2 separate regions of the Mus musculus genome follow, and region 2 is linked to region 1. The links are chromatin contacts, called in public Hi-C maps. All regions are on one chromosome and are shown on one strand. Each heading gives the region's core, a stretch centred on a gene start, on an enhancer-like site or on the middle of the called end of the contact. The rest is flanking DNA. Distances are from core to core; before and after follow the strand shown. Region 1 overlaps Pde3a (phosphodiesterase 3A, cGMP inhibited). Region 2 has its middle 39 kb from the start of Slco1b2.

Evidence for each region. A called contact is a pair of places that touch in the nucleus more often than the background predicts.
Region 2: a Hi-C map of liver shows a contact between it and region 1, with 5 times the contacts expected there. The contact joins two enhancer-like sites. A contact is called at or near these places in 1 of 15 datasets of contacts at CTCF or cohesin (the NIH/3T3 cell line) and 1 of 484 Hi-C or Micro-C datasets (liver).

What each region holds. Positions count from the first base shown.
Region 1 is chr6:141,344,439-141,350,204 of GRCm38.p6, reverse strand. The region is part of intron 1 of Pde3a (phosphodiesterase 3A, cGMP inhibited); the gene reads right to left. Among named protein-coding and RNA genes, the nearest start is that of Gm10400, 6.8 kb to the right of the region's middle. Within about 2 kb of position 2,139, at least 10 of the 459 cell types and tissues checked have an H3K27ac peak or open chromatin away from gene starts, as enhancers often do. A contact at or near this core is called in liver, where this site is marked.
Region 2 is chr6:141,587,521-141,593,286 of GRCm38.p6, reverse strand. No RefSeq gene overlaps it. Among named protein-coding and RNA genes, the nearest start is that of Slco1b2, 39 kb to the left of the region's middle. Within about 2 kb of position 2,151, at least 19 of the 459 cell types and tissues checked have an H3K27ac peak or open chromatin away from gene starts, as enhancers often do. A contact at or near this core is called in liver, where this site is marked.

The DNA of each region.
Region 1 (5,766 bases), core at 890-3,389:
TTAATATATAGCAATATAAGGAACGTGTTTACTGAGATAGAGAGGGACTCCTTTCCTTAAGAGGAGAGCTAACTTTAAAAATCACACTTTCTCCTCACAACAAAAATAATTGAAAACTGTAATAACAAAACCAGAAACAAAACAAACAAAAATGCCACTCATGTGGGAGGGAAATACTGACAATATCAAGTTTATAAAAAATAAAATAAAAAAATAAAAGCAAGTTATTGTTCACTAAGCATTGGGTAGAACATTGAAGCGGACATCACTGCATCACTTGAAATCAGTTAGTCAATGAGTTAACTATGAGCTAAGGGGCACAGGAAAAGGAAAAGGGCAAGCTATCCCAGGAGGCTGGGATACTCAGCCACCACATTCAGCCATCTAGGTCAGGCACCTATGAAAAATAAGAGCTCTGCCCATTTTTTCTGTGCCTTTAATTTAATTTTATTTTTATTCTTATCTACATTCATTAAAGGCTACAAGAAGTATCCCAAGCAAAATGTAAATACTGAGTGTGCATGGTGGCTCACTTATAATCCTTATAATCCGGCACCTCAGAGTTAGGATACTGCAACCAGTAGGCTAACTAGACCAGATGAACTGAAATCCCTAACTTCCAATGAGAGAGCCTGCCTTGAGATTTAAGATGAAGGGTGAACAAAGAAGGCCTTCAACATGAACCAATATTGCACGCACACACACACACACACACACACACACACACACACACACACACACACACACACACACACGCATGAATACACTCAGAAGACTGGATCCTCAGGGACGAAGAGGGATGGGTTCTCTATAGCAAATAGGAAGGCCGATTCTTGGCTGTCACTATAACAACAGAGAGCAAAAGGCCATAGGGAGGGGCGATCAATGTGTTGTTATTGTTTGGGGGTTTTATTGTAGTTGTTGTTGTTGTTTCTTTTTTAAATTTAACAACACACAAAAGGAAACTATCTTTGAATGTTTAAAAAGTTGAAGTTCTGACTTAAATAACATATCTGACGCTGGGTGACTCTCGAAGCAGATAGATAACCGTGAAAGTCACTGGTTGGAATTTTTTTCCCTCATTCCTAAGTAACTTTGTCAGAATTGTTCTGGCTTGCAATGGGCTTGATGTTTTGAGATGATTGATGTGTGGCCATCAAGTCTCATCATATATCTGGAAAAGGGATCTCTAGGAACATGAGGTCTACGGAGAGAAGATATCCTCCTTTGTTTCGGAGAAGATTCAGCCGTACGTAGCCTTGATTTGCTGAATTCCTACTTGGTTTCATCCTTCAGACTTTCTAGGGAAAAAAAAAGCAGCCTCGATGTTCTCTTCCAGAGAAATGTGACGCCTTGAAGGTTTGCAAAGGAAGCAATGGTGCCAATTCAATGTGCGGTGCAGCTGCACAGCAGAGAGAGCGGCCGCTGAGAAGCCACCACACACACTCCGCATCCAGCTGCAGGCCAGTGGAGTCCTAGGACAGCCATCACATGGAAAGTTATTCCACACTGTTCCGGAAGCCCAGCGCAGATTCTTTGTTGTAAACACCAGCTTCCTTTAAATTCTAGACTGGAGAAGAGTTGATCTCTGAAACACCCAGAGAACTCTATCCTAATATCTGCCTCGTGAATTCTGTTTCATTAAAATGTGCAAGGCTGACAGGCAAGCATGGCGTGTCATTAGGCATTCAGGTTCTGTGGGATTTTTTTTTATTTCAGTTTCGTGTCCTGTCCCAGGATGCACTTATGTATAAGCTCCAGCTTTAGAGAAACGTTATGCGGCTTCTTTTTATTTCCATTGGCTCCCAAGTATTTTTAACTAAAGTGTGTGTGTTTAAAGAGAAAACAATCGTTCAGAAGGCAGATGAAAGGGGATTGACAATTCCAGGTAAGCTTGGGTTTCCCAGGAAGAACGTGTTTCACAAGGTGAGCAAACAAGAATAAGAACTCAAAAGACAAAGCACATATCCATAGGAACTGAGATAACCGCTCCAATTACAGCATTTTTTTTTTGTTAAAAATAAGAGTGTTTCCATATGAGTTAGCAACATTCTTCCACACCATGGGCTAAGGAAGGAGTACACACTGTTCTATATCTTGTTGCTGAAACATTTCCCCATTTCCAGTCCAGGGATCAATTTTGCAATCACAAGAGTCAAAGCAACAATAGTAAATGTTCCACTATGTTCTACACTCAGCAGGGAAGAGCCCTGTGAGGCGTTAGATAAGAATGTTTGTTTACCAGATCAGATCTCCGTGGAGGCTAAACATAGCTCAGGTTGGGCATCTGGGGAGGTATATATGGGATTTGAGAACTCAGATACGATTCCATGTTATTTTCTTGAGACTATGTAAATAAATGGTTGTCACTTTGGGGGGTTGTTTGTTATGTCATTTTATATGAAGACAGCAAAGAGTACACTACCCAGAACTCTAGAATAGGTTAACGTTAGATATAATTTGGCAAGATTTCTTATATAGATGCCCATGAGTACCCTGGGACACTATCCACACACCAGACCATTGGTCTGTCTCCTAGGGCTAAAACCCTTCAAATTCCTACTTCATATCCCACCTCGGGTTCTTCTTTAAAAAAAAAAAATCACTTTATTGTAACAAACTCACAAAGACGTCACGTTTACTTCTTTATAGTAAAGAAGACTCTCAAAACAATCAATTACCAATCCCAAACTCTACACAACTCAGTAAACATCTCTACAAATAGAATGGCCATCTGAAGCCACAAAACTTTACTCTGGGACTAGGCTCTGGGACTTCCATTTCACTGTCAATACATTTTTTATTCACTTACCCATCATGAAAAAAAAAAAAAACTGACAGATACGAAACTAGAAAACAATAAAGCTGTATATATTCCTATATAACTCATGTGTCATTACTTCTTATAGTCTTTCATCCTCACCTTATATTACCATACTTGATTTGCTTACTGAATTTTATACTATGCCCACCCATATACCTGCTTATATATACAGATGTATTTGAAGAAGAACATTCATTTTTTTTCTTGCTGACTTCAGGTCACCACATTTTATATCACATTAAATCCATTCATTTTCCTGCAAATTTCTTGATTACTTTTTTCTTTATGGCTGAATGTTATTCCAATCTGAATGTGTATCTTATTTTCACTGTCCACTCATCTGTAGATGGCCATCTGAGTTGATGCCATTTTCTTGCCTCTATAGCAAATAGTGCACCAATAAACATGAATTGGCAAAAATTCCAGTAGTGGGCTACAGAATTCTGGTACATATGACATACCAACATTAAAACCAGAAAATATAAGTAACCTAAACAGACCTATGACAAGCAATGAGATTGAAACTGTCATTCAAAATCACCCTACAAAGTCTAGGACAGAACTGACTCATTTCTGAAGTCTTTCAAATTTTAAGAAGATTTAATAGCAGTTATTTTTTCCACAAAACAGAAACTAAAGAAATACTACCAAATCCTCCCCGTCCCCGATTCCAGTATTAATCCTGTTACCAAAACTAGACGCGGATATATCACAAAAAGGACACCTACAGGCCAATTCCTCTGATGCACACGGATGCAAAAATTCTCAAGAAAACACTTGCAAACCAGATTCAGGAACACAGTAAGAGCATACATGAAACATGGCCAAGTTGGCTTCATTGGTCAGTTCAACATATGTAAGTCAACCAATACAATACATCATATAAACACACTTAAGGAAAGAAATCACAGGGTCACCTCGATTAGTACAACCCTACTATCAGTTATTCCCACTCACTCCACAGGGAGCGAGCTAGCTATAGGAAACAACCATCTTTAGTCATAGGAACATTGTAAAGTTCAAATGAACACAATGAACAACCATTGGTGTTAATCCCTTGCCAGGGCATAGCCATGAGAGCTGCGTCTGTTGACAGACTCTTCTGGAAGAACATGAGTCATCTGTAAAACCTCAAAACAGTACACGTTTTATGTGTTTGCTTTAATTAACTGCTTGACAAACAAGTCCTTCTGAGACTTCAAGAAGCCAGATTAGTGACTTCTGGCAGTAAAGTAAATCTGGAGAGACCTGCCGACGCCCATGATGAAAAGAAGACAACCTGGTCACACAGATCAACCATGGGAAGACTTTACAAGTGAATTTTTGGTTGTTTGAGAAGGAAGCAAAGACTTGGGAGGGGGGTCTCGAGGATGCTTTTTAGAAAGCATTCAATTGTTTTTAAGGACTGCATTGCTAACGCTAGCTGGCATCTCAAGTAACAAAATGGAAGAAGTCATGTTAGCTTTCTTCTTATTCACTAGGGTGATCCTATTTCTCAAAAAGTTATATAAGCCCTGCTCTGTGCTTTCACACCCAGCAACCCAGCATGAGCTATGCATCACATGTGTGGTTTCTGTACAGGATTTTAATGATGATAGGTACATTGGCTAGAAATCAGGGCTTTATTCGGAGTGAGAGAATATATACCTCTATGATGACCAAATACACATTTGTGTATTCTTAGGAAATAGTAAAAATTGAAGTCAGGGTTACCATACTAATGGTAACCAGTAGTATCTCTTCCTCTAGAACTTACTAGACATTGTCTGACAACTGGATCCATGACATGCTGAGACAACATTAATAACCATAATTATACATGTATGCAAATTAGGCAGTAACCCATTCTGACAAAAAGGGTTCGAGCTGCCTCAGGAAATTCTTTGTCTGAATACAATTAAACAATACTTCTGTTAGGCATGAGTTCTCAGGGTACATGTTCATCAGTTCTTCCCAGAAGCACAACAAGGAAATTTTGGGGGAAAAAATAATGATCATGGATGACTAAAACCACACTTTTATATTATAATGTGAGCAATGCTTTACTTAGAAAAACATCTGACTTAAAATGGATATAAACTTACTAATCAAGATAATAATTCAGCTCACAATTCTAATCTCAACTTCTTAGTTTTTAACATGGATATTTTTAACAAAGATTTTTTTTAACTATCTTTAATCCTTGATAACTGTATTAAGAGGGGGAAGTTACAATACTCAAACACTAGAAATAACCCCTCTAGAAGAAAAATTGCTCTTTCTAACCTATTAACAAATTAACACCTTTTAAATATTACATACTTTGATATTAGCCTAAGAGAACATTAAGATACAAATTGATTGACAATAGAATTCTAGAGGCTGGAGAGATGGCTTGTTGTTTAAGAGCATTGTGTGCATTTCCTGAAGACCTAGGTTCTATTCCCAGCATCCACATGGTAGCTCACAAACAATTGTACTCCAATTCCAAGGGACTTGACACCACCTCCTGCCTCTGAGAACACTATGCACAGATGGTGTATAGACATATGTACAAGCAAAACACTCATACACATAAAATAATAAAATGAAACAAATCAAAGGAAGACAATAGAATTCTATTTACACTGAAAATGAAGAGAAGCTTGCATTTAAAAATCTGTGTGAGGGCTGGAGAAATGAGCCAGTAGTTGAGAGTGCTCCCTGCTCTTACAGAGGATCCAGGTTCAGGTCCCAGATCTCATGATAGGTAACTCACAACTTCTTGTGACTCTAGCTTCAAGAGTGTCCGGCATCCTCTCATGGCCTCCAAAGGAATTTACATACATAGCATACAAAAATACAAACACAGATATACATATAAAAATTTTAAAATAAAAAATCTTTTACAAAAACAATTCTCTAAAGATCTTTCTGATTATCATAACCCACAAATGAAAGAACAATGCTACTGTTGGATAATT
Region 2 (5,766 bases), core at 902-3,401, 240 kb before region 1:
AAATCAATGAGCTAGATAAATCCTTATCCAAACTAACTAAAATGCAGAAAGAGAAAATTCAAATTAACAAAATCAGAAAGAAAAACAGAGACATATCAATAGGCACCAAGGAAATCTGAAGAATCGTTAGGTCATACTTTAGAAACCTGTACTCCACAAAATTGAAAGTTCTAAAAGAAATGGACAAATTTCTTGATAGATTCCACTTACCAAAGTTAATCAAGATCAGATAAACCATTTAAATAGCCTATAATACCTAAGAAAGTAGAAGCAGTCATTAAAAGTCTCTCCCAACTCCCTCACAAATCAAAAACGCCCCCCAGGCTAGAATTCTACCAGACTTTCAAAGAAGAACAAATACCAATAATTATCAGATGTTTTTACAAAATAGAAATAGAAGGAACATTGCCAAATTCATTTTATGAAGTCACAATCACTATGATCGCCAAACCACACAAAGATTCACCAAAGAATTACAGACAAATTTTCCTCATGAAATTGTTGTAAATACACTTAATAAAATTCTTATAAACTGAGCCCAAGAGCACAACAAAAATGTCAACCACCATGATCAAGTAGGTTTCATTCCAGAGACACACTGATGGTTAAACATGAAAATCTACCAATGTAATCCATCATATAAACAAAATTAAAGAAAAACAAATGCATGATCATCTCATTAGATGCTAAAAAACCCTTTGACAAAAATCCAACACCCTTTCATAATAAAGCACTAGAATATATCAGGTAATAACAAAACGTATTAAAGGCAATATACAGCAAGCTGATAGCCAACATCAAATTAAATAAATAAAAAAGCAACTCTATTAAAATTAAAAACAAGACAAGACTGTCCACTATTCTCCTATCTATTCAATATAGTACTTGAAGTTCTGGATAAACCAATAAGACAACTAAAATAGATCAAGAGGATACAAATTAGAAAAGAAGTCAAAGTATTGTTATTTGCAGATGAGAGTATAGTATATAAGTAACCAAAAAATTCTGCTGGGGGACCCCCACAGCTGATAAACACCTTCAGCAAAGTGGCTGTATATGTCAAGAGCCATAATGGGACAAGCTAATAACTAGCAGGTGATCATCCTGAAGTGGCCTGCCTCGGATAATTATATAATCAGTGACAGGTGAGCCCTCATTAAACAAGGCTATGAGGGACTCATTTTTGGAAAGATTCCTGTTATTAATATGCTTTTCCTGTTATAATTCAGCATATATAACAATCACTAAGTAGGAGCACACCCCTTTGGAGCAGATCTCTACAGATACATGAAGATGTACTATCTTGTAGTGATGCTATATAGACAAATAGATGACTTAAGTCTTAATGATGACCCTATAAGAATTCCTAAAATTATATCTGTGATTATTAAGCTCTTTTATTCATAGGACTGCTATTAGGTCCTTTTCTGATAGTCAAAGCTGCAATGAGACCTCTGTCAGTCTCTGCCTCGGACTGGCCTCAGTCAGCCCCTCAATCCGCAGGAGAATCAGGGTCCCAGTACAGGTGCGCAGGAGTCGGCGAAAAGGTGACAAACAGACACAAGCACAAGGGAATGTTGTATCTGAACGTAATTTGTCAAAGTGAGCATCAGACTTATATATTACAGAAGAAAACAAAGAAGTTAGGTGACATAACAGCCAAGGTACATTGAAGTTATCTGACACAAAACAGAGAAATGCATTCAAAAGACTGGCAGGAACCAGGCAATGTTTACCATTGAGATAAGATCAGCCCTACCTAAAGTCAGCTAATGACAGGGGCCAGGTGAAGATTTCAAACCCTAGTCACAATTTATGCTATTCCTCTGAGCCTTGTGAAAGCTTGCACCAGGGGGTTCTGCTCTAGCAGACCTTTTCATGAATAATGCAATACTGTAGTTCTTTTTTAAACCACAACCCTCCTTTTACCTAGGCCATGGTAAATTCTTGCATATGGGAGTAACTTGGCTGCTCTTTTAAGTATCTGTAGGGAATCTCCATTTGTCAGAAGAAGTCACCAACTTTCCTCTAATATGCAATGTAGTTTGCCATACCTGACTGTAATGAAGATTCTAAGTATACTTTGCTAAGCTTGCCCTGAGAATACTAGCTCCTGTCTGGCAAACTGAGATGCCTGATTACTAACTGTCAACACTGGGACATGCCACCTGGGTGAATAACATTCTTACAAAATTCCAAGCCCAGGGTCAGCTCAAAGACTGCCTAGGACATTGGTGAAAGCCAGGGAGTAAAGTTCAACCTGATTTAGGTATTATTAAAACCATTTCTTGGAGGCACCTATAATAAAACAAATACTGAAAGAAAGCACACAGATCCATTCACTGACCAACGCAGGGACAGGTTTGGAGCATTCATGCCAAGGTTCCAGGAGACTGAGTTTCCATGAAACTCTTTGCCTCGGGACTGCAACCAAGCCTTTAGGCCCATCACACAGACTTCACTGGAGTGGGTGTGGCCAGGCTCCTAAGTGTTAGCATTTAATTGTTCTTAGGTGGTAACCAGACTTTCTCCTACCCAGAGCACATTCCAAGAGATTGTAAAACAATTAACCAAAGATCATTAAAAGGGAACTAACGATTTATTGTAGGTGTTAGGCCAGAAAATAAAGTATCGACTGGGTTTATCTATACAAAACTTCACTAACAACTTAGTTATGGTTTTAACCCTTCAGTGAACCTGTGGATCTGAAACAGGTGATGGATATGCATGTGAAAATTCACTGTGGTAAACTTCTATTTCAATTTATGGTTTGATTATTTTTGTGTGAACTTCTGATGAACTTTGTAACATGTGATCATGTATTCTGGAAGATGTATAAGTACTGAGGACAAAGAGATGAGAGAGATCAATAGAGGAGTCTTTTTTTGCCTATCCCCACTTAGACTTGAATCTTTCTTTTCCCTTTAACCACTTAGAGAATTTTCCCTCCCCCCACCCCCACTTAGGATCTTTCGCTTGTCCTCTTAAATAGTTTTCATGGGAAACTTTTTACAACTTAGTAATAAACTTCTTTAAGAGTCTTCTCTTCCTGCAGTTTCTGACTAACAGGCTGAAAGTTAGAGCCTGCTAAGTTCCTGCTGAGGTAGAACAAAGGCTGCATTGCTTAATCCTCCTCTGTTAGGCTACAGGTGTTAATAACCCAAGCCAGCAGTCTTTTACCCTCAGAAAGAGCAAGAAAGTTTTTAGGACTTCTTAGAAGTTATCATTAGCAGTTTAGTATAATTAGAGAGCTAGAAAGCCCCAGATCCTCAGACTTTAAAGCCATCACCAGAGTCCTACTCTGTGACTCCTTGGCCTCGACCTGGGGGCTCCTGGCATAGATAGAAGATTAACTCAGAGAAATAAGTAGCCTTCCTATACATGAATGATAAATGAGTTGAGAAAGAAGTAAGGCAAACAACACCCTTCACAATAGCAACAAATAATTTAAAATATCTTCTTGTAACTCTAACCAAGCAAGTAAAAGACCTGTATGATAAGAACTTCAAGTCTTTGAAGAAAAAAATTGGGCATGATATCAGAAGACTGAACTATCTCCCATGTTCATGGATTCATAGGATCACCATGGTAAAAATGACCATCATATCAAAAGGAATCTACAGATGCAACAGGATCCCATCAAAATTCTAAAACAATTCTTTATAGGACTTGAAAAAGTGATACTCAACTTCATATGGAAAAACAAAAAATCCAGGATAGCTAAAATAATTATGTACAGTAAAAGAACTTCCCTGATTTAAAGCTCTACTACAGAGTTATGGTAAAATACACACACACACACACACACACACACACACACACACACAGAGAGAGAGAGAGAGAGAGAGAGAGAGAGAGAGAGAGAGAGAGAGAGAGAGAGAGAGAATGAATATTGGTAGAATAGAAACAAAGACCTAGACATAAATCCACACCTATTTTTGACAAAGAAGGCAAAACAACTCAAAAAACCATCTTCAATAAATGGTGCTGGTCTAACTGGATGTCTGCATGTAGAAGAATGAAGGCCCAGTCCAGTGAGCAGAGGGATGAAGATATGAAGATATCTCTCTCTCTCTCTCTTTCTCTTTCTCTCTCTCTCTCTCTCTCTCTCTCTCTCTCTCTCTCTCTCTCTCTCTCTCTCTCTCTCTCTCTCTCTCTCTCTCTCTCCCTCTCTCTCCTTTCTGTTTCCTCCCATCTACAAGACAAGTTCTTCAAGTTCATAAAGATAAACTGGGGAACAATTATCACAGGGATTCAGGAGTGTTGAGAAGTGGTCAGGTGTCTAAAATGCTTTTGCACCCAAGGAGAGCAGAAGGGTTAACACATACTGACTTGGTGATGTCATAGGCACACATTAGATAAGGTTTTGAGGAGGTCCACACAAGGCAGGAGCAGGGGATAGGTCGAAGAGAAGAGGAATGCCTTGTGCTTTTCTTGTGGGTAAGGATCCATGGAGGTAAGTATCTTTTCCAATTGAAATCTTTCCTTCAATGGGACAAATCTTCTTAGGGGGATTAAGATCTGTTATGGGGAGGGGGTTTTGTGGGCATTCATTCCTCCAATGCCCTATCTCTCCACATTTGAAGCAGATTCCTTCTGTTTTTTACTACTGCTTCAAATGCCTGAGCCACAGATGTAATCCTGAGTGATGTGGTTCCTATATCTTGGTTTGTCACAGTCTGCCTATAGTGGTTGTCCACCTGGAGACCCTGCCAGGCCAGTCTGGGTACAAATATCATGCCTTCCCACACAATGGTTTTAAGAAGATCTCTGGTGTGGGGTTGGGGATTTTTCTTTCCAGACTTGTGTTCTAGATCTGAGAATAAAATCAAATACACACACACACATACACACACACACACACACACACACACACACAGAGAGAGAGAGAGAGAGAGAGAGAGAGAGAGAGAGAGAGAGAGAGAGAATGAGAATGGAGGAGGTTGGGTCTTGTGAACCTGGGAGTGGGATGAGACTATCTCAAGCTTGGGTTGCACTGAGGCATACCTGTTGATAATACCCTGCTAGCTGTGTTGCCTGTTATGCTCTATTGGAAAAGTCTTTCTGGCCAAAGAATTCATCAAAGCCTGAAGAGTTCATCTACTAATAGGGCCTCCCATTCCAAGAACAATTGGGCCAGGCAGGAAGGAGCAGCAAATATCCCTCCAACCTTGGGACGTATTAGGTAGTCAATATGGCTCTGTAGGATTTTGTCCAGGGTGCATGGATGCCATCTTCCTTCATTGCCTGCATGAGTTCTTTTAGGCCCAAGGCTTGGAATGGGTACCAGTTGAGTGGTTTTGTTCTATAGGGATTAATATTAATGGGGAATGCTCACGTGTTTTAGGGTTCTAGTTCCATATTAGAGTCCTGGGTAGCATAGGAGTTGGAGTTTGTTTTTGCAAGGAAGTCACAAAAATTACAAAGTTTCTGTGTGGTAGATGGTTGGGAATAGAGGACTATAGCATTTAGTGGTGGTTGTTGTTGTTGTTGTTGTTGTTTGTCTAAGAATTTTGTAGGTTTTGGCTTTTGTGGCTCAGGGAAAGGGGAGGAGAGATATCTATCTCTGGTTGGGTGAGGAAGATGGAGTAGAGGGAGAGGCTGGTGGAAGCTCACTTGTTTTTCTAATTGAGCCCTGTTCTTGGGTGAGGGAGGGAGCAGGTGGAGCAGATGATTTATTTAGAATTACCTCTGAGGGATAAGGAGGTAAGGGTGGGTAAATGGATTTTATTTCCCTTATTAGTTGGGTAAGGGCTGTGAGATCTG